2 separate regions of the Capsicum annuum genome follow, and region 1 is linked to region 2. A link is a contact called in public Hi-C data. All regions are on one chromosome and are shown on one strand. The core of a region is the stretch at or near the end of the contact, and the rest is flanking DNA. Distances in the headings are between cores, read along the strand shown.

What was found. A called contact is a pair of places that touch in the nucleus more often than the background predicts.
Region 1: a contact with region 2 is called in a Hi-C map of leaf, with 2.5 times the contacts expected there. The contact joins two enhancer-like sites. A contact is called at or near these places in 2 of 5 Hi-C or Micro-C datasets (leaf and placenta).

What each region holds. Positions count from the first base shown.
Region 1 is chr9:202,124,123-202,127,337 of UCD10Xv1.1, reverse strand. LOC107842184 (E3 ubiquitin-protein ligase COP1) reads left to right here. Exons shown (of 13, transcript XM_016685936.2): 11 at 1-159; 12 at 269-379; 13 at 452-876. The coding sequence ends at 622. Among protein-coding and RNA genes, the nearest start is that of LOC107842184, 13 kb to the left of the region's middle. Within about 2 kb of position 1,812, at least 5 of the 5 cell types and tissues checked have an H3K27ac peak or open chromatin away from gene starts, as enhancers often do. A contact at or near this core is called in leaf, where this site is marked.
Region 2 is chr9:202,028,363-202,031,250 of UCD10Xv1.1, reverse strand. LOC107842194 (fimbrin-5) reads right to left here. Exons shown (of 15, transcript XM_016685944.2): 12 at 2,792-2,888; 13 at 2,620-2,716; 14 at 2,083-2,174; 15 at 584-1,251. The coding sequence ends at 1,075. It overlaps LOC107842193 (growth hormone-regulated TBC protein 1), which reads left to right. Exons shown (of 7, transcript XM_047396428.1): 7 at 1-114. Among protein-coding and RNA genes, the nearest start is that of LOC107842194, 8.6 kb to the right of the region's middle. Within about 2 kb of position 1,265, at least 1 of the 5 cell types and tissues checked has an H3K27ac peak or open chromatin away from gene starts, as enhancers often do. A contact at or near this core is called in leaf, where this site is marked.

The DNA of each region.
Region 1 (3,215 bases), core at 563-3,062, 96 kb before region 2:
ATTCATTATTATGACTTAAGGAACACCAGTCAGCCAGTTCACATTTTTAGTGGCCATAGAAAAGCTGTTTCATATGTAAAATTTTTGTCTAACAATGAACTTGCTTCAGCATCAACAGACAGTACATTACGATTGTGGGATGTAAAGGAGAATTTGCCAGTAAGGCATCTTTCAAGTCTAGTATCCTTCATTGAGGAATATTTTCTTCGAACAGAAGGTATAAGTTATTCATGACAACTAACTAACACTATTCGAGTTTTTTTTCAAGGTTCGGACACTTAGAGGACATACGAATGAGAAAAACTTCGTTGGTCTCTCGGTGAACAATGAATTCCTCTCATGTGGCAGTGAAACAAATGAAGTATTCGTGTACCATAAGGTTAGCGACTTCTTAATCTTTATTGAAATGCTGATCGTATTTGATTTTAACCAATGATTTTTTATTCTATAGGCAATCTCCAAACCTGTGACTTGGCATAGATTCGGTGCCCCAGATGTGGATGAAGCCGATGAAGATGCAGGATCTTATTTCATCAGCGCAGTGTGCTGGAAGAGCGATAGCCCAACGATGTTAGCTGCTAATAGTCAGGGAACTATAAAAGTTCTAGTCCTTGCAGCTTGAGTTAAGAATATGCTTTGATTGGAATTCACTTGAAATTTTATAGTGAAATGGAATTTCACACTCAATTTTTTTCTGTAGATATCTATTATTCAACCATCAAGATGGCATGGTTACCCCATATTTGTCAATGTGTTCATATATATTAAAACATGTAACACAAGTTGTAGTGGCTTGGTTAATTTAGAAGGATGTACTTCTCTTCAATGACACAGGCAGAGTTACATACTACAATGACAAAAGTTTGGTTTTTCTTTTTTGCTTTTTCCGTCGAGTGTGCTGAAGTAGATCGGTTTTACACACTGTTTCATGAACAAACTTACTCGCATCCAGTGTTTACATCGGTTTCATGAACAAACTTACTCGTATCCAGTGTTTATATCAAGTGACGTTCTTTGTAATAAATCGAGATGAAAGTACACGTTATGAACAACCATATTTAAGCGAAAAAAATAAATGTGGGAAAGTATGTGCGATGTTATCATTGATTCCATGTGAACATTCTAGTGTTTGCATCAAAAGATGCTCTTTGTCATGATAAAGTAATAAATCGAGATGAAAGTGAACCTTTTGTTAAGTGATAAAATGTATATGCAATGTTATCATTGATTCCATGTGAACATCAAAGTGTTTGCATCAAAAGATACTCTTTGTCATGATAAAGCAATACATCGAGATGAAAGTGCATGTTATGAACCTTTTGTTAAGTGAACAAATGTATATGCCATGTTATCATTGATTCCATGTGAACATCAAGTGCTTACACCGGACACCATTCTGTCGTGATTAAGTAAGTAATAAATGGAGATGAAAGTACACGTTATGAGCCATTGTTAAGTGAAAAAATTTATGTGGAAAGTAAGTGCAATGTTATTGATTTTTCAAATTTATGTGGAAAGTTGTCTACGCATGCATGTACAAAGATGAGAAAGAAACAAGGGTTTTTTTTTTACACTATATAACATAAAAGCGATACACCTTAATGGGTTAATATTTTAGAAGAAAAAGCTCAGGAGGGATAGAAGAGATACAAGAACTTTTAGTGACCTTGCAATTTTGAGGATTATACAAGACATTACGGGCTTGCAAGGTCAAGAAAACTCGAACAAGCGTTCAAGAATTCTAAAAGAAAAGAAAATAATATAAGAAGAACAAGCTCAGGAAGGATAACGTCACTGCATGTGTCACGATGATGACTCTTGATGCCTCATTTCATGAATCTCGATGACTTTTAGCACCATTTCTTCTTGGTCAAGTACATCCATGGATGTCATGAGAAGATAACTAAAAACTTCACAAAAACTTAAAAGGATCCCATACTTATTTTCCTTCACTTGACCCAACATGGAAGACTTATGTGATGAGAAAATGTGTCCAGACTCCAGAGTGGAATGGTATTTATAGATTGGAAAGAGTCTTTAATTTGGTTATATGATAAGAAGTAAAGTTTTGTTGAGAGTATAATAGGGCATTCAATTAACTGTGTGGTTGGTGTGTCATTTTCTCTAAAAGAAAGAAGGGACAAAAAGGGAGGTAAAGGTGTTGATTTCTAGGTTCTACCAAAAGGACATAATAATCTAAATTCACATGGGAGGAGACACAATATTAGGTATGGATTCGGACCAACCTACTGAGTTTTGCTTCGAATAACATATTTATGTTAAAGAATTTATTAAATTTATATAAATATTTAAATGTAAAATTTGAAACTAAAACGTGCTATAAATTTATCTGTCTTAAATTCAAAATTCATAAATTTTAAATTTTGACTCTAATTGAGGCTTATCCATGCTCTTTCTTCGTAGGCACATGGACATGAATTGGTGATATTTGAGAAAAACAAAGTAATATTTAAAGTTAAAGTTGAAAATTGATATCTGAACATGAAAACATAGTTGAATTTTTGTGAGTGGGACTTTGAGAAATTCCTAAACTGCATTTTTTAAACTTCTAATCCCTTATTTTAAAAATAAGTTTAAAGTTGAAATAATAAAACAATTTGATAAACAACACTCTTAGTTGAAACAATCTCCATTTTTTTTTTTTCCACGAAATCTATGTGAAAAACGACTCTAATAAGCCGAGTCTTCACAAGGTGCCAATACTATAAATTATAATCAATGTGTTGAAGAAGTTTTGAACGTGAATTAACACTCAAACAATAAAACAGTTATCCCTCAAATAATATGAGATAGTTGACATTTAATATAATATTTATAACTTAATTTTTCTTATTGATGATTCTGCTCTGTCGATAGATGCTAATATAACATCATATTAGAAGAATTAAATGGAGTTAATTAGGTCAAGTGTTATTGTTGGGATATATATATATATATATATATATATATAATATAAAGGGCTACCCGGTGCACTAAAGCTCCCGCTATACGCGATGTTCGAGGAAGCTTTAGTGCACCGGGCTACCCTTTTTATATATATATATATATATATATATATATATATAGGACTTCACTATTAATTCTATGAGTGAAAGTAATAATTCATTTGGAATTTGGAAAAATAAAATACAAACATTTAGAAGAAGACAAAATGACCAAAAAACATCCATTTAAGTTAGACAAAAATTTGGAAA
Region 2 (2,888 bases), core at 16-2,515:
TGTTTATTTATGTTGTAGATCTTCAAAAGTGTAAATTTTGAACTGTTGTATGCTAATCCTATATTCTTTCCCCTTGTTTACTTAATTCAGTTTTGCATACTTTCAGGAATGAAATTATTGTAGATTGTGCTACTTGGTAAAAAGCACTTAAAAAAATTTGTTTCCTTGAGAAATAACCTATGCATAAAATGATATGACAAGCACAAACCACTATTTTAAAATTAGAATCAGGTAGCAGGTAAGTCCATAATTTTGAGAGTGCCTATATATATATATGATTACTTAATGAATCCACCATGGTATTTTTGTTATTATTGTATGAGATTAAAAATCATTAGCAAAATAAATCCAAAATATGATAATTAGCATGACACATTGAGGGGGTGTATCTATCATTGAAGTTACAGTTTCAGCAGAACACAGTAGCTTTGTTAAGAAATAAATTTAATTTATAATAATGACCTTTCTTGAACCCAGTTATTCTAATCTTGAATCTGCCTCTGGCAGTATTACAGCTTTAACAGAACAGAGTGAACTTGATCCATTTCTCTGCCTATTACCAAAAAGCAAAACAAAAAGAAGATGGAGAAGAAAAGAATTTATTCTTTTATATTGCAGTGTGAACTATTACTGAAACTGGCTCAAGATTAACATTTAAAATGTTGGCCAAAGTCCATACAGTTTGACTCTCGAGAACCAAAATGTGACAAGTAAAATTGAGCAAAATGGGAGTACGATTTACTTGTCTTCACTTCTCCCAGCTTCCCACCTCACCAGGTTTGTGTAGTAAATACTAAATAGTAAAGGATGCATTTAATTAACTTCCCTATATATAACCCATCACGAGTTGTGGTGGGGCGGATAGAATCCCTTGGTCCTTTCCCAGAGGTTTCGGGTTTGAGCATGTGGATTAGTTGGGCCCGTGAGTACCGAATACCAGATCGAAGAAAATAGAAAAAAATGAACTGCCCTATTAACCAACTTCATTAGACATGTCCCCTTGGAAGCAAAACTGAGATCACATCAGAAGAGACCTTAACAAAAACATAAATATATATTCCATTTCTTCAAATTCTATCTTTCTTCTTCCACTTCAGAAGTTGTGGAAGAAATGCCAACATCAGGAGTTGCTGTTGGAGATGCATCCGAACCGCCATTTTCCGGAGTGTTAGACTCAGAATTTTCAGTCTTTTTTTGCAAGCTCCAGTACATGATGCTTGCTGTGAGTGTCAGCATCATCTTCTGGTTCACCTGAGTGGTAAAAGCTGATTTAGTTTCAAGAAAAAGGGTGGATTCTATAGCAAAGTGGCAATGGTTGTGCTATTACATGGCACTAACAAAAATGCTTTACACTAGAGTCTTTAAGTTTTTAGTTGCATCAAACAGCTCCTAAGTTCATGAAAGAATTGCAACACCTCGTCTGTACCAATTCTGAGTTGGCTGTTGGGGAACTTAACCGGCACGCACCAAGCTCGACCAGTTACCGACAACCAATTGTACAGACTCGGACCCCTATTCCCAGCCCTCAAAGTCAATCCTTTTCCTGAAGTTATAGATCTGCTTTGCAGACTTATCTGAAGATAGGAGCACAAGGGAGGAAAAAGAATCATATAGGTGATAGCTCTAGTTGAGGATAGGTTTTCGACTTTTTAGAGAACTTCTAATGTATTAAGTAAGTGCTGATTCATATAGTCGACCCAAACTTGTTTGGTACTGAGAGGTAATTGTTGTTAAAATCTATTAAATGATCTCATCGGCCCGGCATAAAGCAAGTTTAATACAATATGTACTGCCAAAACTCTGTTCAGCTGATCAAACAGCCCCTAGTTAGAAATATGGACTATGCAGAGTGAAGTATTATAAGGGCAGCCCGGTGCACTAAAGCTACCGCTATGCGCGGTGTCCGGGGAAGGGCCCCACCACAAGGGCGCATCGTACGCAACCTTACTTTGCATTTCTGCCAGAGGCTGTTTCCAAGTATGCGCAAATATAAAGAAACTTTGACCAAAGGATGTTCATCAGGTGTCATATCCAACATGCAACCAAGCACAAACGCGCGTTTTTTTCAATCTGATCTCTTACCTCTATTATATCCTCTGGCAATAAAAAGATGGAGCAGCCGAGTTTCCGTGCTACACTGATTGTATAAGTTGCATTAAGCTTCTTATCCTCATCTGCAATGCATTCAGTGACATCAGTACTTTTCTTCAAAGCCAAAGCAAAAGTTAATTGTTCAGACTTTCCTTAATCTTAACCACATAATACATACACACACTCAAATTTGGCCCCAGCTGGCTAGTAAGCACTCCAACTTTGAGACTGCATATCTAGATACCTCAATTTGGTCTCAACTGGCAATTAAATAAACCAGCTCATCCTCATTTGTGTCTCGTGGACACCCAACACTGATATGACACGTAAACTTTACAAGTGTAAAGATGATCATTTTGTAAGTTGGAGTGTTCAACTGACACGGTGGTAACGAGTTAAGGTGTCTAGTGTGCATATACAAAGTTGGAGTGTTTACTTGTCAGCTGAGGCCAAGTTTGAGTGTCTTTCTATTAAGCTATGATCTTTTTAACCGCGGCAGGTTCAAGAGTCTACGAACTCTTTGCGTACCAGTTTTACCCCTGGTCACAAGGCTCCAATTGACGACCCTTGGTTCCACAGCGCTCAGAAGTTCGAGAAAGAATTTCCCACTTGATATATTTTTGTCCTAACAAAACAAAGCATCTCAGCTGTCATGCAATAGAAGTTGACAAAAGCAGGATCAAAAAGCTTTGTTCATCACCTTAAAGCTTTCGATTTGAGATCTTCTTCCTACACTCTTCACTTTACTGTTTGCCCAATTTAGTATGTCAGCATCTGTTATCTCCTTCCCGAGGGCA